Linked DNA regions of Mus musculus: all the other regions are linked to region 6. Evidence: chromatin contacts called from public Hi-C and promoter capture Hi-C data. All regions are on one chromosome and are shown on one strand. The core of a region is the stretch at or near the end of the contact, and the rest is flanking DNA. Distances in the headings are between cores, read along the strand shown.

What was found. Promoter capture Hi-C pulls out the DNA fragments that hold promoters and counts their contacts. Hi-C and Micro-C count contacts between places; a contact is called where the count stands out from the background. Capture Hi-C pulls out chosen DNA fragments and counts their contacts.
Region 1: a promoter capture Hi-C map of adipose tissue shows a contact between it and region 6. The contact joins the promoter of Acp2 here to the promoter of Cry2 in region 6. A contact is called at or near these places in 1 of 39 promoter capture datasets (liver) and 2 of 9 other capture datasets (adipose tissue and liver).
Region 2: a contact with region 6 is called in a promoter capture Hi-C map of pre-B cells, with 4 times the contacts expected there. The contact joins the promoter of Hsd17b12 here to the promoter of Cry2 in region 6. A contact is called at or near these places in 4 of 39 promoter capture datasets (embryonic stem cells, liver and pre-B cells).
Region 3: a contact with region 6 is called in a promoter capture Hi-C map of neutrophils, with 4 times the contacts expected there. The contact joins the promoter of Psmc3 here to the promoter of Cry2 in region 6. A contact is called at or near these places in 3 of 39 promoter capture datasets (liver, neutrophils and pre-B cells) and 1 of 9 other capture datasets (adipose tissue).
Region 4: a promoter capture Hi-C map of neutrophils shows a contact between it and region 6, with 5 times the contacts expected there. The contact joins the promoter of Celf1 here to the promoter of Cry2 in region 6. A contact is called at or near these places in 2 of 39 promoter capture datasets (neutrophils and pre-B cells).
Region 5: a contact with region 6 is called in a promoter capture Hi-C map of pre-B cells, with 2.4 times the contacts expected there. The contact joins the promoter of Ndufs3 here to the promoter of Cry2 in region 6. A contact is called at or near these places in 3 of 39 promoter capture datasets (liver, neutrophils and pre-B cells) and 2 of 9 other capture datasets (adipose tissue and liver).
Region 7: a contact with region 6 is called in a Hi-C map of B cells, with 6 read pairs. The contact joins the promoter of Ttc17 here to the promoter of Cry2 in region 6. A contact is called at or near these places in 1 of 39 promoter capture datasets (pre-B cells), 1 of 484 Hi-C or Micro-C datasets (B cells) and 1 of 9 other capture datasets (adipose tissue).

The regions. Positions count from the first base shown.
Region 1 is chr2:91,201,661-91,204,360 of GRCm38.p6, forward strand. It overlaps Acp2 (acid phosphatase 2, lysosomal), which reads left to right and starts at 1,252. Exons shown (of 11, transcript NM_007387.2): 1 at 1,252-1,388; 2 at 1,941-2,036; 3 at 2,580-2,666. The coding sequence starts at 1,275. It also overlaps a transcript of Nr1h3 not described here.
Region 2 is chr2:94,156,570-94,159,269 of GRCm38.p6, forward strand. It overlaps Hsd17b12 (hydroxysteroid (17-beta) dehydrogenase 12), which reads right to left and starts at 1,340. Exons shown (of 11, transcript NM_019657.4): 1 at 1,141-1,340. The coding sequence starts at 1,300. Gm39885 (a long non-coding RNA gene) reads left to right here and starts at 1,595. Exons shown (of 3, transcript XR_866573.3): 1 at 1,595-2,700.
Region 3 is chr2:91,052,632-91,055,331 of GRCm38.p6, forward strand. Psmc3 (proteasome (prosome, macropain) 26S subunit, ATPase 3) reads left to right here and starts at 1,385. Exons shown (of 12, transcript NM_008948.2): 1 at 1,385-1,700; 2 at 1,944-2,027; 3 at 2,348-2,473. The coding sequence starts at 1,617. It also overlaps Gm13778.
Region 4 is chr2:90,939,114-90,941,813 of GRCm38.p6, forward strand. It overlaps Celf1 (CUGBP, Elav-like family member 1), which reads left to right and starts at 1,284. Exons shown (of 14, transcript NM_198683.2): 1 at 1,284-1,528.
Region 5 is chr2:90,903,462-90,906,161 of GRCm38.p6, forward strand. Ndufs3 (NADH:ubiquinone oxidoreductase core subunit S3) reads right to left here and starts at 1,260. Exons shown (of 7, transcript NM_026688.3): 1 at 1,123-1,260; 2 at 962-1,027. The coding sequence starts at 1,186. It overlaps Kbtbd4 (kelch repeat and BTB (POZ) domain containing 4), which reads left to right and starts at 1,279. Exons shown (of 4, transcript NM_025991.4): 1 at 1,279-1,448; 2 at 2,205-2,700. The coding sequence starts at 2,234.
Region 6 is chr2:92,432,781-92,435,480 of GRCm38.p6, forward strand. It overlaps Cry2 (cryptochrome 2 (photolyase-like)), which reads right to left and starts at 1,289. Exons shown (of 12, transcript NM_009963.4): 1 at 1,032-1,289. The coding sequence starts at 1,243.
Region 7 is chr2:94,405,311-94,408,010 of GRCm38.p6, forward strand. It overlaps Ttc17 (tetratricopeptide repeat domain 17), which reads right to left and starts at 1,379. Exons shown (of 25, transcript NM_183106.2): 1 at 1,197-1,379. The coding sequence starts at 1,355. 2810002D19Rik (RIKEN cDNA 2810002D19 gene) reads left to right here and starts at 1,397. Exons shown (of 2, transcript NR_027831.1): 1 at 1,397-1,656.

The DNA of each region.
Region 1 (2,700 bases), core at 2-2,501, 1.2 Mb before region 6:
CAAGCAAAACACCCATACATAGAAAATATTTTGTTTCATCATTGTTTTTTCCAGACAGTATTTCTCCATGTATCGCTGGCTGTCCTGGAACTTGCTCTATAGACCAGGCTGGCCTACATACAACTCAGACATCTACCCCCCTCTCCAAGTGCTGGAAGTAAAGGCATGCACCACATAGATTTGTTTGTTTTTAAGTTTAAAACTATTTAGTTTTGAAGCCTTCTTATTCTCCCCAAGTCTTTCTCAAGGTGACATCGAAAGTAAAGTTTAGGCAGTAAGGTACATAATTTTATTTGGAGTCCTGGGACAGTATCAATTCTGATCAGATTTGCATTAAAGCATATCAAGGGCCCAAGATCTCATCTGCAACTGTGTGTCACTCTAAGGTTTGGAATCACAACATCCAGACACCCAACTGGCTGCCTGCCTCCAAATCCTAAAGGCTAATGTCTGGAGGAACTCTGATTCTGTGGCAATTCCAGTTATATGCCTGCATCAAAACTGATGTAGTTTTCTGAGATTCCTCCCATAAGAATTCAATGTAGTGGGTTTGGGAAATCGGAACATCCTATGCAATCCAACTCCTCCTCAAACATGACGTTTGAGTCTAATTTAATTTAGAAATCGGTAAGCACAAGAAAAGAGCTGAAAAAAACTGGGGAGTACGAAGGTTTGTTCAGGACATGAATGGCAGACTAGACTGGATCTACCTCAAGGACACAGGGAGTCCAAAGGGCTGGTTACATGCAGTACCCTACATCTCAAACAAGCCCGCTTATCGGAACAGTGTCTAAGCCAAGGCTTACACTAAACTACACACCCAAGAGCAGAAAGTTAGGCTCTGTACTTCCCCACACCTTGCCCCAGTTTTGCACCAGCCGAGGCTCTGGGATCATTTTCAGAAGCATTCCTCAAAGCAGGCACTCGCTCTCCAGGCCCAGACCCCAACCAGGGCAAGCACCAGCTTTGTAGAAGAAGGGGTAAGCCTGACCTAGCGCCTCTACAAAAGCGAGGTGTTTAAGCCTTTTCTGCCCGGAAGGTCGCGCAACAGTCCCACCCTCGTTCATCACCGCCAATCGCAAACCTTCTCCATTTGCATTCCCTCCCAAATTCCGCCTTCTCCCACCAGACTTTCTCATTCCCGGTCTCCCGCAACCCAAAGAAAGATGGCGAAGGCTGCACTTCCGGCAAGTGTCCTTACGAATGCATCCGGGCGGCTGCAGCAGGTACCGCCCAAGGCGTTCCGGCCTCTTGCTACACAGCCTACAACAGTGATGGCCGGCAGACAGACTGGTTGGAGCCAGGCGGCTCTTCTCCAGTTCCTTCTTGGCATGTGCCTAACGGTGATGCCACCCATACAGGCCCGGAGTCTACGCTTTGTTACCTTGGTAATGGGTGACGGAGTCACCAACGGGTTCGCCAAAGCTGAAAGGGCAAAGGCCGGCTGGTAGAGGGAGGGGCAGAGCTTGTGTTCTGGGGCCGGGGTCTCACTTCTCAAGGAGGAGAAAGAACCGGTTTAGGAAACCGCTGGCCCATAGTGGGTTGTGCGGCTGGATTAAGAATTGATTTGGAGCCCTAGGCTATTTTTTTTTTTTTTTTTTTTAGGGCAGGACGACCGAGTAGGAGATATTCTTCCCTAGGATGGGAATTTAGTTAAAAGGTTGAAAGTCACCCATAAAGACGACTTTGATCTTTGTTTTCCCAGTCCCATTGCCCACTTCCTCCCCCAGAAGGCGTTGCTTTCACTACTCTTCTACCTGTGCTTTGGGGCTTTACCTATTATCTCAGGTTACATTGCATCGCCCGAACTGGGGTCTTTTTTCATCGCTCAGTAGAGAAAGATGGAGTGAAATTTCCTTTCCTGGCATGTGCAGAGGTGGGTCCTGTCCTTAACTAGAAGACCCTTCTGATTCTATAGACACACCATTTTCTTTGCTCAGCTGTATCGACATGGAGATCGGTCACCAGTGAAGACATATCCCAAGGACCCCTATCAGGAAGAGAAATGGCCCCAGGGATTTGGTCAGCTAACCAAGGTGGGTCAAAAGCCAACCTGCAAGGTCTCGGGATATGCTACGGAATGAATCACATCTGGAGCACAGAAACTGGGGCTCCTTAAACTACTAGCTTCCCACATGGGTTCTGATGGACCAGATGTCTATTTTGTTGTTTTGTTTTTGTGGTTTTGGAAATTAAACCCAGAACCTTGTCTATGCTAAGCACAGTGAGCTACATCTCTGGCTATGACCAGATTTCTTAACAACTCTGTGCAGGGGACAGTATCATTACAACTGGCCACTTCTGGAATCAAATTCACCTCTTGCCAAGGGAAGAATGCCTAAATGCCATACATAGGACTTGTGGCTAATCCCCTCTCTTTGGACTTTTTTTTTTTTTTTCCCCAGGGGTTGGGGATTTGGGGGAGGTTTAAGACAGGGTTTCCTTGTGTAACAGAGCCCTGGCTGTTCTGGACTCACTTTGTAGACCAGGCTGGCCTTGAACTCAGAGAGTGACTGCTGGGATTAAAGGCCACCATGCCCAGCTCCTCTTTGGACTTTAACTCTCAGGTTTGCCCACAGGAAGGGATGCTACAGCACTGGGAGCTGGGCCAGGCCCTGCGGCAACGCTACCATGGCTTTCTGAACACCTCTTACCACAGGCAAGAGGTAAGGTTGGGAGTTTGATTGGCAAAAGGACTGG
Region 2 (2,700 bases), core at 90-2,589, 1.7 Mb after region 6:
TTTCCAAGCTGACAACAAAGAAACTGACCAAGTCAATTGTGAAATTATATCATCTGAATCTTAATCACAGCGAGCACTTTTTCCCCCAGGGACTATGAAAAGTGATTTTGGAAAGTTGTATAAAATCACTGTTTGCCCCACATCAAGGAAAGGGGCTCACAAACTCATTTCTACTTGAAATATTTTCTCCTATTATTAGGGTGTTGTCCCAAAAGATTAACTGTCATGTCTTTTCTAAGTCGTTTAAATGTTCTTTAATGAACAGAACAAACCTGAAAAGTAACATGATTTCTGTCCTGTGTTTAGTCCGTAGGCAACCGCACCCCAATATTCTATAAAATGTTTGAGTCGTGAACAGTGAGTTACAAAACACCAGAGAGCCACACATACATCATGATTACATGGGTGTTTGTTTTAAAGCCCTTCTCTCAAAAAATAGAAACAAAGGTGAGAGGGCTGAACTAGGATTTTCTCAACTTCTCTGATACGACCTTCGTTCTCATTTTTAAAATCTGTCAACTGAAAAGAAGAAGGTTCGCGTGTTTTGGTCACTTTTTGTAAAGACATTTTCCGCAAACTCTTGCAAAAAGTACTGAATACGATAGGAAGACTTTGTTTTCCCAGAACAGCGCTTCTTAGTCATTGAAACTCCAGAATAATTTACCAAGATTTCCTCCGACACCGCCTCCACCTCCCCCCTCCCCAAAAGGACTTGTTAAATTACATGAAACAAACCCAATTCAAGTAACTGGAGAATCAAGTTTCCCAAGATCCTAACTTCTGAAATCGTTGTCCCTGCAACCCTTCTTCCTATCTTCACCTATGCTCTCATCCATAGCACAGGGCCAGTTTTCAAGCCAAGTGAAAAACTTTATTTTAAAAAATAAATAAACACTGCAAGGGACACAGCGGACAATGCGCCTGACTCCGGCCGCCTGCCCAGGAGGGCTCCAACAGGACAAGTCCGGGGAGTTAAGAAAGGTCTCCTCCGTGCCCACCAGGCAGCAGCAGGTCAGATCACCCACCCCGCCAGTGCGCTCAGGGTCTGGAGAAGTTTCCGCGCTCCAGAGCGGGCTCGCTGAGCGCGAGCGACAGGGGAACAAGGGCCACAGCGTGGTCGCGGCTTGTGGTTCCACTCACCTGCCCATTCTCCGAGTCGCGGACCGACCAAGGCCTCGTTGCCCACGCACCACACCTGGAAGGCCCTGAAGAGCGAGTACGAGGCTCGCAGGGCCAGGTAGGCAATGGTGCTCGCGCCCACCCAGTACAGGAAGCCGGCCGCCGGGGGAGCGCACTCCATGGCTCGTGACTAGGCCTCACTACTACGGTGAATGGGGAAGGAAAAAAAAAAAAAGAATGAATGGGACGAGGAGGCGGTGCCGCCGTGACGGCGAAGACGCAGCGAATAGACGTGATTTTTTGAACGCTTTAGGTCTAAGACCCGCCTACATAGTCATATCCATGTGTCTATTGGTGACTTCTCTTTCCTGTAAGCGTACTATGTCTCCTATTGGTTAGCCTTCGTTTCGTAGCCCCGCCCACAATCCCCTTCGGCGCGCTCAGAGCCGCATTTCCGTATTAAGACAGTGGCTCGCTCACAAGCCGCTCAACGTTTGGCTCCGCCCACAAGCTTTACCTCGCACCACCGAAGCGCAGGGATCTCTCATTGGCAGAGGCGGCCCTTACGACTGCGGAAGGCTGCGCGCTGATTGGCCAGTGATACCTAACTGGGTTTAGCTCACATTTCAGGAAGGAATGGAACCGGAAAGGGAAGAATATAGTAGAAGTCCGGGAGGAGCTGGAGTAGTGCTTGTGATTACGTCTTAGTAATAACCGCTTTCGGATTGTTAATTCCTCAGACTTTTCAGATGAAGGTTTACGGTTCCCCTTTGTCTGCAGAGCACGCTTTCGCTCCATTTTTTTGAATGACTGCCTTAGCTCCCACAATGAACTTTATACTTGTTCCCAATAATTCGGAATTCCAGAAAACTCTACTGTGTAGTAGCGTTAACAGTTGTAAGATGAATGAAAAGTATCCTACAAGAACAGAGCTTATGGAGCAATTCTGGGAAACTCAAATTTTTTTATTGGACCTGGTCCAGTAAAAACCAAAATCATTTTATTTTTGTTTTGTGGGAGGATATTAAAGAGATATTTGTGTCCTATACTTTTTACTGTAAGACAATCAAAACAATAAAATCAAAACAGGAACCGATTCACCCCCATCAAGGGACTTCATGCTGGGATAAAAGAAAACCTAAAACGTGGGCAAACACTTCCAGAACACCTTACAGGGGAGGCAATGAGGGGCCAGTGGTGAGCTGGCTGGACCACACTTTGACTTGCTTAGATTTATGTTACTCTGGCCCATTCTTAAACCATAACTGCACATCAGAACCTAAAACATGGCTTTGGTGGAAGGTACTGGGTCTCTTTATAACTTTTCCCAAATCTTTTTTTATTCTTTTCTTTTCCTGCTGTTCTGCACTATTAATTTGACTGTTTTAGCTGACTTAGGAAGGACAGGTGACCGAAACTCACTTGTTGATGCACAAGCTGTGGCCCTGACTCTGAAAACAGGCCTTATGCTTGAGCAGCAAATACTTTACCCACCAAGCAATCTCCCCTGCCCTGAAGGGAAGCTTTAAGGGGACACAAAAATCTGATCTCTGGAAGAGCATGGAAGTACTTCAGCGGACA
Region 3 (2,700 bases), core at 135-2,634, 1.4 Mb before region 6:
GTTTGAAGACCATCTATCGACATAGACTATGTTGAATAGGCAAGCATTGCTTGTTTATAGCTATTTACAACCTGTGTAACTTTGAAAACATCTTTAGACTAAATAAAGCTTATTTCTGTAATTAACTAAACTAGTATCTAACATGACCATAAATGTCATTATTTATGGGTAACTAATTACTAACTTGCCTTTCAGATTATCCTAAACAGTTTGTAATAGCAGCTTTCAGGGACTAGAACTTGGGCTGCAGAGATGGCTCAGTAGGTAAGACTGCTCTTCTGAAAGTCCCAAGCAACCACATGGTGACTCACAACCACCCATAATGAGATCTGACACCCTCTTCTGGTTCATTTGAAGATCGCTACAGTGTACTTATTTATAATAATAAATAAATCTGCCAGTCAGTGGTGGCCTTTAATTTCAGAACTTGAGAGGCAGAGGCAGAGGCAGAGGCAGGTGAATTTCTGAATTCAAGCCAGCCTCGTCTATAGAGTGAGTTCCAGGACAGCCAGGGCTACACAGAGAAACCCTGTCTCGAAAAATCAAAATAAATAAATAAAATTTTTTAAAGGACTAGAACTTTACAGCACATGAGTTGTGTAGATATAATACTTTAAACAAGAGTAGAAACATATATACAGTACATTGTAACAAAAATAACTTCCCTATGTGGACAGTTAGATCTGCATTAATATTAGTAGAAGCAATGGTTTATCTGGGTTTTGTTAGGCTATTTTTGTTTAAGACTCACAGTGTGACCAGAATAGCTAGAAATACACTATGTAGCACAGGGTGGCCTTAATATGCAGCAATCCTTCTGCTTCATCTTTGCAGTGGCTCAGTGTCTGTGATGACAGGCATGTGCCATCAAACCTAGCAGTTTCTTTTCAACCTTTCTCTTTCTTTCTTTCTCTTTCTTTCTCTCTCTCTCTCTCTCTCTCTCTCTCTCTCTCTCTCTCTCTCTCTCTCTCTCTCTCTCTCTCTCTCTCTCTCTCTCTCTCTCTCTCTCTCTCCCTCTCCCCCCCCCCTCTTCCTCCCTCCCTTTTGTTTTTGGTTTTTGAGACAAGAGTTTCTTTGTGTAGCCTTAGCTCTCCTGGACTCACTCTAGACCAGGCTAACCTTAAACTCAGAGATCCGCCTACCTCTGCCTCCAGAGTTCTGGGACTAAAGGCATGCGCCACCACACTGGACATTTTGCAAATCCGTGAATTCCAAGTTTACCTGGGTTCTTAGATTGCACCGGCACCTGTGCAAACTCCTTTTCAGTTATCCGCCAGGCTAAAAACTGCATTTCCCGAAAGACTCCGCGGCTTTCTCCTGCCTCCCGCCTCTTCCGGTTGTGCAGCAAGCCCCGCCCCGCCTGTACGCCGGCCAATAGCAGCCCAGCCCTCGCTCCCGCACAAACCGGAGCAACCGGCGAGCCACGGGGCGGGCCCTGTAGCCTCGGTTTGGTTCGTGGAGTCCCAGCGGCAGATTCGCTCGGAGACGCGGACAGAACCCGTTCTGTCGCGTCAGGAATCGCGGGTGAAGTTCTCCACGGGTGGAGAGAAGACGTTGAGAAAGGCTGCGCTGGGCTCCCTCAGGGGCTCGTGCGCACTCCCAGTTTCGGCCTCTTCATGCAGGAAATGAATCTGCTGCCGACGCCCGAGAGTCCAGTGACTCGGCAGGAGAAGATGGCGACCGTGTGGGATGAAGCTGAGGTGAGTGTTGGGAGACCTGAGGGGCGTCCCAAAGTTTGGGCTATAAGGTTAGACGTTCTTGGAGGCCGGGAAAGGAGGTGGCTGGAAGGCCAGGTCCGGTCTGGACTGGTTGCAGAGCTTCTTGGGTTGTCCCGACTTCATCCTGCTGTTGGGTTAAGGAAGCAGGCGCTGAGGGGGCTGTGGGACCGTGGGATGGCAGCTCTGAGTTACAGTAAATAAGTACTTCTTCTCTTATTTGAACAGCAAGATGGCATTGGGGAGGAGGTGCTCAAGATGTCCACGGAAGAGATTGTCCAGCGCACACGGCTGTTAGACAGCGAGATCAAGGTGGGCTCCTGGCTCCGGTGCAGGCAGCGGAGTTCTCAGATCTCCATTTTACAGATGAGGAACCCGAGGCTCAGAGAGGGATGAATTCACACTCAAACCCATGGAAAATACCTAGCCCTGTCCCACAGCCGCTTTGTCAGGAGGTTTTCCCACTGGCCTCTTGTCCTGACCTCTGCAGTTTGGACATGTACAGGCTGGGCCTTCAGAAAGCCTGAGATCTGGTTGGATGGGTCTCCCGGGTAACCTGGACCTCATCTATTAGAGGGCTGTAATGAATGCAGGCTGAATCAGGGTTGAACATTGGTTTTCTCTTATCCCAGATCATGAAGAGTGAAGTATTGCGAGTCACCCATGAACTCCAAGCCATGAAAGACAAAATCAAAGAGAACAGTGAGAAAATCAAAGTGAACAAAACCCTGCCGTACCTTGTCTCCAATGTCATCGAGGTGTGTGTCTGTGTGTGGGAAGAGGAGGAGGCAGGAGGCTTGGAGACATCTAGGGATGGGGCCCATAGGGTAGAGTGTAAAAAGCAATGTTTAAGTCTGCAAAGACCTTAGAAGTGTCACAGATTTCTGCCATTTTCTTCTTTTGTTCCTTCTTGGGGCAGATGAACTTTGCAAACAGAAGCAGCACCTCAACAAAGGTGTTGTCAACCCCCTAACACATCATCTAT
Region 4 (2,700 bases), core at 34-2,533, 1.5 Mb before region 6:
AAGTTACATCTCTAACTCCATTCCCATCAATCAACAACAAGAAGGTAGAAAACCAATTTGAAAATTGGAACGAACAGGCCGGGTGTGGCGATACACGCCTTTAATCCCAGCATTTAGGGGAGGCAGAGGCAGGCGGATCACCAAGTGAGTTTGAGGTCAGTCTCAGTAACAAGAGGGAGTTCTAAGACAGCCAGAGCTACACAGAGAAACTCTCAAAAAAACAAAACAAACAAAAAAAAAAAAAAACAAAAAACAACCAAAGCTTTACAGTACAATTTAGGTAATTTGATAATGAACAACCTAGGGGCTAATTGTTTTGATCTACATGATTGTTTGTGCCTCTAGCACAGGGGAAAACTCTTGGCTGCTGCTTGGGGCAGGGGTGGGGGCTGCCTTAGTGAGTGTGGTAGGGTAGGGTAGGGTATAACCGGCATTTGTGGATATATATTTTGCTTTAGGAAGCTAAGTGATAAAGAGAAATAATTGCCAACTCATGAGTAATTTGTAAATTGATGGAGCCCTGACCTCCCAGAACTAAGTTTTCTCAATCTGCATTTCATTGTCTCACATTTCACTGACTTTGTGTAATAAACAACACACTTAATGCGTGAATCCAGCTAGATGCAGGTTAGGAATACCGAATCCTAAAAGGGGGTGCTGGATTCGTAAAAAGTGTTTTAATTGTTATTTTTTTTCCCAAGAAGAGTAGGTTTGGACTGGGTAGTCTCTTAATAGAATACTTAAGAGCTTTCTGGTGCCGCAGGGATTTTTGCCAGATTGCGCATGCATGCAGTTGAACATCTCTGTACAGGCACTTCCCTAACTCTGAAAGCTTGCAACACACATTCCATCAGAAGGAAGGCCTGGATACAGTTGTCTGTATGCTGATGTGCAAAAAGAAAGGGTGTGCCCTGCGTCCAGTGTTAGCCAAGCACCCATCATTCATTCATTCATTCATTCATTCATTCATTCATTCATTCATTCATTCGATATTTATTATGTGTATTTTTCATTGCCAAGCTGCGTTGCTTGCCCGCCAGAGGTGCAGCTAGTGCGGTGCGCAGAGGCAAGAACTTCAGATTCCCAGGCCGGGGTCTTCCCTCCAGTGCAGCTCTGAGACAAAGAGATGCACCCCTACAGCTCCCAGGGCTGAGGGCTCCGCCCGCGGCCCCCAGGGTTTCAGAGCGACTGCTCCTTCACTCCCCGGCCGGAGGGGGCGCTGCAGCGCCGGCCCTCCGCCCGCCCCTGCGCGGCGCTCGGCTCGGCTCGGCGCTGGCGGGCGGCGCCGCGGTGGTACGTTCCCCTTCGCCGCCCGCCCCCTCCGCGGCGGCCCTCCCCGCCGGTGGTAGGTGCCGGAAGTGCCGCCATTTTGGGGTGTTCTGCTCTGGCGGCAGCGGCAGCGGCAGAGGCGGCGGCGGCGGCGGGACGCGGAGGCTCCCCCGGGATTCGGCCTCAGCAGCGAGGCAGCGGCGGCTGCGGAGGAGCAAGGCAGCAGCTGAGGCAGCGGCGGGCTCAGGTGCAGCCGCTGGTGAGTGCGGCGGCCGCAGGATAACGGGCCGCGGGATGAAGGGAGGGAAAGAGAGGGAGGCTGGAGGGAGGCGCCGCGGGGCGGGTCAGGTTCGGGCGGCTACGGGTCACAGGGCCCTCCGGGTGCGGTCGCTCCCGCTTCCCCGCACCCCGGGGACCAGGCCGCGGACTGCTCGGGACTCGGGGGCCCATTCGCGTCCGCCCGGCGCGTGCCCCTGCTCCCAGGGAGACCCGCCCTCCTCGTGGCCTGGCCCCGGCTCCCTTGCCCTTTGCCTCCACTCTCCCGGCCCCGAGGGCTTGCTTCCTGCACCGCACCCGAGTCCTCCTCTCCGGGTCCGCTGGGCGAGATCGCGGCTGTCTACCCGAGACGCCGCTTCCCTGACCCTGTCGCCCCACGTGTTCTTCGTGCCCACCCCCGGGGGTGTCCTAGATTCCCGCCCCTAGAAGGCAGCGCTCCTCTCGATCCTCCGGAGCTCTTGCAGTTCTCGCCCTGGGGCCGCTTTGGCTCGCCCTACCCCCCACATCAGGTGCTCGCTCGCCCAGTCAAGGCCTAGTAGCAGGGCTCGAATCTCGCACCCAGGAGCGGGGACGGCTCTGGAGGGTGCCTTCTTCGCTAGGTCCCAGGCTTTGGATTTAAAGTCGGTAGTGGTGTCTCGGTTGTGGTGGTTCTGACAGGATGTTGTTTTAATTTTCTCCGACCATTGCATATGCTTTTTAAGGAGCTTCTCATTGGTTTAGAGACTGATTCCGGGGAGAAAGTGTGAGATTTTGGTCAGAGCTTGGTTTAGCACAACAGAATCTCTTTCTGGTGCTCAGAGTTAATGCTGTATATAAAAGCTGTTGAACAGTTTTAAAGAGCATAGACTCTGTTGATAATGTCTGCATTGTTAGGAGGTTACAAACACCCTTTGCACACACTTAAAAGGAACTTAACCTTTAAAAGATCTCTTCTCTGTCTTCTAGTCTCTGAGTTGAAGAGGTTTGAATTGCACTTTTTCACTTTTTCCAGTTTGTTTCTTTTTAGATCCTTAGAATGACGGTGTCTTCAGATGGAATTGCTTAGAGTTCTTTTTGGTTTTGGCATTAACAAGTGTACTTGGAAAATCATGGAGGTTAGAATGGACCAACTGCAACGGCACTGATTTTTTTTTTCTCTCTATACTAGTTTTTATA
Region 5 (2,700 bases), core at 10-2,509, 1.5 Mb before region 6:
CATACATAAAAAAATAAAAATATCTTTAAAAAAAAAGAAAAAGAAAAAACTCAGAGTGCAACACCATTTCTCTTTCTCGGTCCATACACTCTTGTTACTGTGTTGGGCAATCTTTGCTTCTTTTCTCCACTGTTCCACAGCTGTTCCTCACTTCCTGTACTCATGGTAACAATGCAACAGTGGCAGCTCCTCTCTCAGACTCAGAGCTCTTTAAGGATGGAAACCAGACTTCTGTTTCTCTTTCCCTTCTTGGTACTTGTTTATACCAAGTTCTTAATCAGAGAACTTCAGGGCTGAAGGACCCTGAAAGATTACCTCATTGCCCATACTCTATCCCCTGTCACTTTGTGTAATAGATGTCCTGGAATGAAAAGAAGCTTTCTATTTCCCAGTGTGATTCTGTTGACTGAACATAAAATCACCACAGGGTCATTCAAGTACTTGAGCACCCACACATCACAGAATCAAGGATTAAGTATTTTCTGCACTTGGAAACAGACCTGCTTTGTCGTTCACTGGAACTGTGACTGAATAATTTAATTATCTGGACCGCTTCATGATCTACATCTATATGGACAGTAAAACGTTATGCGTCTCATCAGGCTCTTATGAAGTCCAAGGTGCCTAGTAAATACTAAATTGATGTGAGCTACAATTATTTTGGACTTTGAGTCTCAAAAGTTTTTGTTACCTGCGCTCAAAGACAATTTCATCGGAGGACAAAAAAAAAAATCAAATCCTGATAACGAGCAAAAGGCGATCAAGATCAGAAGGGAACAAATATCTAGGGCACAGGAAGTGCTCGATTCTAACAGCAAAGTGGAGACCATAGCAATCTCCAAGGACAAGCAGAGATTTGCCAGGAGGGAAGGACATTCCAAGGCAAGGACAAACATCTGACAGAAACAACGAAAGGCCCCAGCTAACGTTGGGGGAAAAAGCGCCATCCGCACATACTCACGGCGCTTGTCAGCCGCCGCGCTCTCCCTTCTTACGTGCTGCCACAGCACGGAGGGTCGCCCAGCCCCTGCACAGGGAGAGAAAAGGCACAAAGGCGCGGGTGAGACTCGGGGAGGTCTCCGTGCTGCCCGTGGTCTCAACCTGCTGCTGTTCCTTGCTCACCCCTGCCTACGGAAGCGGCCCCCAAGAGCCCACGACACCAGACCCTGGCTGCAGCCGCCGCCATGTTCCTTAGTGTGCCGACTAAGTAGCCGGAGAACACACGCAGGCCACGGAGCCCCAAGGGCACGGACCGGAAGTGGAAATGTGCAGTGACTCTTCTTCCGGGCGGACGCGGGGCGGGAAGCAGAGGTTCCGGATCTGAGCCCTGGCATGAAAGGAGGTATCGCAGGTAAGAAAGACCCGCAGGTGGGGAAACCGTGAGGTGTACGTAGCCCTATCTCGGTACAGCGGAGGCCGAAGAGAAGAAGACGCAACGAACCGCACCGGTGAGAGAAAGGGAAAGGGTGGGCGTTCTGGGTTCTAAGTTCTACACCGCGCCGGCTCTTGAGCTAAGCTTTTTTAATGGGGGGCGGGGTGGGGGGGGGAGACGATGGACGGTTTCCTTGGAGACCGTTTCCTAGGCGACTCCAGGTGGCACGGTCAGATTGCACAGGGTTATGGACTTCCTTGTGCCCCCGGCCGGGGACGGCTGGGCTCTCAAGGGCTTCTTTAAGAACTCACTGGAGCGAGAGGTAAGTAAGAAACAGCAGCTTAGAAAAGAGTAAAAGTGGAAGTCCAGGCCCAAGCCTCAGTATTGGGGGGTCTGCACTCTTATGTCCAGGCAAAGAGGGAATGTAACAACAATACCTGGATGTCTTAGTTTGGCCTAATTATGCTTCTCCAGAGTCTCATTAGTTGTATATCCAAATTATTTGGTTTTAAGATCATAGGCTTCCTCCTTCGTCTTTTTCATGAGCTAACCTAAGTCCCAAGTCTTTTGTTACATCACGATCAGGAATATCCAATTTTACCTCAAGGAAAAACAACAGAGTTGGAACTTTTAATTGAATTCATTGGAGGAGAGGCCCCACTGCAGGAAAACTGGAGGAATGGCATAGGCCACATTGGCAAGACCAGGAATAAGGCCATTCTGGACCCACTTTGCTCCAGTGTCTCCCTTCTCCCTGTCTTGACTTGGACAGTTGGATTCATGGACTGTGTCTGTGAATTACCCAAATACTTAGGGTGATATTGCTTTGCAGATAGTTGGCAAAGAGAGAAGTTGGCTACCATGGAGTCACCAGAGGAGCCTGGAGCATCCATGGATGAAAACTACTTTGTGAACTATACTTTCAAAGACCGGTCTCACTCAGGCCGAGTGGCTCAGGGCATCATGAAACTGTGTTTAGAGGAGGAGCTCTTTGCTGATGTCACCATTTCAGTGGAAGGCCGAGAGTTTCAGCTGCACCGGCTGGTCCTGTCAGCTCAGAGCTGCTTCTTCCGATCCATGTTCACATCCAACCTGAAGGAGGCTCACAACCGGGTGATTGTGCTGCAGGATGTCAGCGAGTCTGTTTTCCAGCTCCTAGTTGACTATATATACCATGGGACTGTGAAACTTCGAGCTGATGAGCTGCAGGAAATTTACGAGGTGTCAGACATGTATCAGCTGACATCTCTCTTTGAGGAGTGTTCTCGGTTTCTGGCACGCACGGTACAGGTGGGCAACTGCCTGCAGGTGATGTGGCTTGCAGATAG
Region 6 (2,700 bases), core at 39-2,538:
CCTCACTCATCTGTGCAACAAGGCCATAAGCAAACACCTCTCATAACAATGCAAACAAACCAAGCTACTGCAGGGAGGCCTTTAGACAGTGATGGGAACATGGTGTATCAAAACGTCTTGTTTCTGAAGACTGGTTACAGAGAAAATACATCAGATGCCGATTTATTATGTCACAGCATGCTGGGAAAGGGTTCAGCCTCCTGGGAGTTATCACCGAATCTTCATATTGTGTTCTTGTTTTTCCACATCAGCTCCTAAAAGTCTCATCTGTAATGGCCCAGCTCTCCTAAAAAACACTTCATGACAACAGGCGGAAGAGCTGACGGGTGATGCAACCCTCTTTGAATATCTTTCTAGCAACGTTATAACTACACAGGGATCCTCTCAGATGGGTTAGGGGACCTCCTGAGAGATTGCTCATTGGGTAAAGGCACCCGGCTTTCCACCCTGGAACCGTATGGTGAGTGAGAACCTGCAAGTCGTCCTTTTAACTCTATACACTGCCATGCCATGCATGTCCTTTCCCAATCAATGTTTTTTAAAAAAAATGCGTCAAGAACACAAAAGTGCCATTACCCGATGATGCCCTTGGGGTCTTTTTAAAACCGGCTAATGCTAAGCTAGGTTCCCTGATCACCACCACGTTTGTCTGTGAAGAGAGGTTACGCGGGATGGGAAAAGAGGCGTGGGGGAGAGTCAAACAAATCCGAGGCTTAGGGAAGCCCTTGGGGGGGGGGGGTCCACGAGGGGCTACTTCTCTTGAAGAAGCTTTTCTCCGCTCCCACAGCACACCCCTAAAAGCCCAGTCCCCATTCTTCCAGGGACTGGCTGCAGATCCTCCCTCAGGTTGACTTCGCGTTTTTGACGAGAGTCTCGTCAGCATAGAGGGACCTCTGTCCCCCAGGCCTCCCAGGAGTTCAGAGCGGGCCACACTGGGCAAAAACGCTGTGTCAGAGTGGCCGCAGGCTGGAGTTCCTGGGCCCAGGGGAGTCCGCTTGGTGTTGCCACCCCGCAGCATAGGGTCCCCTCACCTCCATCGGTTGATGCCCACAGACGAGGAGGCCGCGAACCACGGGTCGAGGATGTAGACGCAGCGCACACAGCGCGCCCCGCGCACGGCAGCTAGCAGCGCGGGGTTGTCGTGGAGCCGTAGTCCTTTGCGGAACCAGTGCACCGAGGACGCGCCGTCCGCGCCCATCGATTGCGCGGGGACCGTCGCTGCCACCACAGCAGCCGCCGCCATCGCCGCCTGGACTGGGTCTCGGTCTGCCGCTCCGCCCGACCGCCCCGTTGGTCCCGCCCAGCGCCCGCCCAGCGACCTATGATGCAGCCTCTCCCTGGCATGACTCCGCCCCAAGGAGTCTGGATCGCCTCTGTGATTGGGTGAGACCCGGTGGGACCCTCCCTCTGTTCCATTGGTCAGCAGCGTCGGCGCAGGCTCCGCCCCCTCACGTTCCCACCATGTGTGGTCCCGCTTGGTAGCCACCCGCCGGTGACGCAGGACCGCGCTGCGTCCGCCCCGCGTGGGCTGAGTCTGGAGGGACCTCGGATCTCCTACGCATTTCGCGTCCCCGGGAAAGACAGGGGTTGCGGTGACTCCGGCCGGTGGCTGACAGACCTGTTACCGGGCCCTTTCTAACAGTTCATTGTCCTGTTCATATGTGAGGCTGAGCGGTGATTGCCTTACACAAACTGTCCTATTTTCTATTTTCATCTCATCCTGGTAACGTTCATTTCATAAACACGAATAAAACAGATGCTTGTTAGTCTTACTCTGCAGATGAAGTAAGCTTAGGGCGCCCCAGTTTGAATGACTTGCGCAATACCATGAATCCAGTAAGATTCCACTCAGAATCTTCCGATTTCAAAATCCACTTCCTCGCAGAGAATCTTGGTATTTGCATACAGAAAGGCATAAGGATAAAGGAGACGCCCTTTTATGCGGCAGGAGTGGGTTTGGGAGAAAGGACAAAGGTTTCAGAGGACGTGGGTTGAGGCAGTAATTATGCCCTCAAATGAATTCATTTCTTTTACGTTCTGTTTAGCAGACACAGTGCAGTTATTTTGCACAAAACTCTGAACTGGATTCTATGTGGGAATCAGAGATGTGCAGGGCAATATTCTCCTGTCTCCTTTGGGAATCCTTTGATTCTTTGGAGATTCTGGCAGAGTTTGCTGATTGAACAAGTGCAGCAACCGTTGCACTTGGGCTAAGATGGGCTAGTTGGGATGGAGGGCTGGAGCTATCCAGCAGAGAACTGTTCCGATTTGTCCTTGTGTTGATCCTATGGGTAGTCACCTTCCCCATCTTGGGAATGAGCAATGAAAGAATCTAGAATTTAGTCAGCAATTTAATGGCATTAATTGGCACCACTCTCTGACTACAGCGTCATTACGAGCCTCTCATTTCCAGCGCTTTGGACATGCTGTTCTCTCACATCACATGCCCCAGCCCACACCCTCGTGCCTCCTGTTTTCCCTGTGACAGCTGTTATTTTCCAGTTTCCTGGGCCCAACCTGCACAGGGGCTCACCTCATTTGGTGTCTTCCCCCCACCCTCCGGTTTTAGTACATAGTACTGGGATTGTTTAGCTATTGTATGTCAGCTCCATCAGACTATAATCTAGCTCAGTACTTGGTACCGAAGGATCATATGAATCAAACATAAGAGGCTTGCATTGGCCAGAGCCTTAAAGTCAT
Region 7 (2,700 bases), core at 129-2,628, 2.0 Mb after region 6:
ATCGGGAGTTTGATATAAATACACTCGAGGAAAGAGTACACTGGAAACACAAAGTGTGGGCATTTTAAAAATTTTGTTTAGGTTTGCTGCATTGTGAAATGTCTCATCTTAAATATAAACCATGCGATGTGTTTCTACAGTTAATCAAAAGGATCAGTTTCTCTCTCTCGCCTTTGGTTAAAACATGAGTCAGTATGCTTAAATTGCAAGGGGTACACACTTCACTTTTTAAATGGCTCCTGGACATTTCCTGATTGTTGTCAAGCGCTGGAAGTCATTAAGTTTACAAGATTCTGTGGTGAAGCACGCGCGCGAGCACGCGCGCACACACACACACACACACACACACACACACACACGCACACACACACACACACACACACGCAGTCCTTAAAGCATCAGCAGTATGAAAGCAAATGCAGATGCAGGCATCAGAAAGTTATATAAGAAAAGCGGTCACTCCTCTGAGAAATCAGTTCAAGCATAGGTAATCTAGTAAACTGCAAATGCTGAGTGCCGGGCTGGGTCAAAGGAACTAGGAAGCAATGTAAAATACACCGGGAAATGAGGGCACTTAAGAACTGAATGATGCGGGCACCGCCACCAGAGGCATGCATCTTCTGGCATTCCTTCAGAAGGAGCAAGAATGGGTTGTCTTTAAAGAGCCCCTAATGACCTGGCTAACGGCACAGCCTCAAACCACCACATCGCGAAACAAATCCCATCAGTGGGAGACAAGGCTGGAGGAGGCGCATTAAAAGATCCATCCATTCACTAATGCCACCCTGGCTGTCACCGGCCTGGGACGCGCACACTCCCCGGCACTGCCACCTGCTTTCTACTTCCTCGGGGAGAGGTGGTGGCGCGCGGGTCCTGGTCCAGCGGCTCCAAAGGCAGAACTAATGATGAATCCGTGACTCCTAACCCGGGAGCTCAAGTCTCAGCTCCCCGGGGTCGGTTCCGGGACGGCGCGCGGCCCCAAGGTGGAAGGCTGAGAAGTTCCCCACGGCGGAGCCGGGGCGAGGGGACCAGAGGGGAGGGGGCGGCGCCAGGTCGGAGCGCAGGAAGCCTCGGCCCGTGGGCCGGGACCGTGGGAAGCCAAGCTGGGGGCGGGGCCGCGCGGAGCCACCCAGGGGCCCGGCTCCGGGATTCCCCCTGATCGGGCGCGGGCAGAGAGGGGGCACCCTGGCCGCTACCTGCTGTTGGATCTTCCCGTCCTCCGTGACGACCCAGTGCGTAGTGGCCAAGGCCCCTCGAGCCACCACGCTCAGCAAAGCGGAAAGGCTGAGAAGCCAACCCGGGCCGGAGCGAGGTAGCAGCTCGAACCGGCCGCGGACCCCTATTGCCGCCGCCATCTTGCCCCCCCGGCCGGGCTGCTCACACCGGAAGCGGAAGCGACTCCTTGCGGTCCGCCATCTTGGGGAGGTCGCCTCTGGAACTGGAGGAGGAGCCCGCGGAGTGCCTCGGAGACGATACCGGTCCCTTTACTCTCGGTCGGGGAAGCCGGTCCTGCCACACCTCAGGGCTGGAAACGGCTTTCTAGTTATCGTTTTTCTGGAGGCTATAAGATCCCCAAGCGTGGGAATCGGAGGGGAGATAATAAAACTAGGTGGAGCTTGAGCAGAAGTGAGAAGACGGTGAAGGTCTTTTTAAAAAGTAAGTATTGTTTCTGGTAGGGCAATAAAAGTTATACTTTTCAACTATCTGAGAGAGGCTTTTTTTTTTTTTTTTAATAAGTCTCGTAATGGAGTGTTAAGCGGCGCAGTCGTACTGTGTAATGCATGTCACACATCGAATTAAAAAAATAGCTCGTTATCAAATACAAAATATCAGCTCATTACAAGTTATGTATATGTGATCGGCATACTTTTTCTTCCGAAATTTAGAAAGCGATGTGTCCTTACAGACCACTTACATCCAGTGTGGCCAGATTTTTGGGTCTTACAGCAGCAGCACCACGTGTCTTGTGGACTTTGGTGGGCAGCTCTAGTCTAAGTTAAAGACCTAGGTGTAGAACCCAGATAGTGGCATCTCCGGGGAGGGGACTGTATTAAATATGTAAGCACTGCGGCTTCCCTTCCCCGAGGGTAGACTCAGCCATTATGAGTATGTTTTAAAGAAGTCTCAGGTGATTGATTTGCATATTGAAACTTAAGAGGCGCACTACCAACAGGTACAGTAGCTGTTAACCAGCTTAGGTTCCAGGCTCTGCCAATGTATGTTATTATAGGTATTTCAGGTCGGCCTACTAGTATGGTGGGCGTATCATCTTGTAACAAAGCTGTTATGCTTTTTTTTTTTTCTGTTGAGAAAAAAAAAAATTGTGCCCTGCCACCTACATAGATGTGTTGCAGGAAACAAATGTCTGCCTCATGTTATGGGAACAGAGACTGTGCTATGGCATTGTAATTCTTCTGAGAGCAGTTTGGTTTTGTTGATTTTGTTTGTTTTGTTTTTGAAATGAAGTCCCATTTGCAGCCTGAATTGCCTGGAATTTATTTAGCCCAGGCAGGCCTTTAAGTCCACCTGTGTCAACCACCTGATGCTGGATACAGGCATGAACCATCAGGCCCAGCTCACTAGGCAGCTTTTCTTAAAAGTACCCGTGTAATGAACATTCGTTTTATTAAAAAGGTATATCTTGGGGCTGGAGAGATGGCTTGGGGCTACAAAGATGGCTCAGGGCTGAAGAGCACTTCC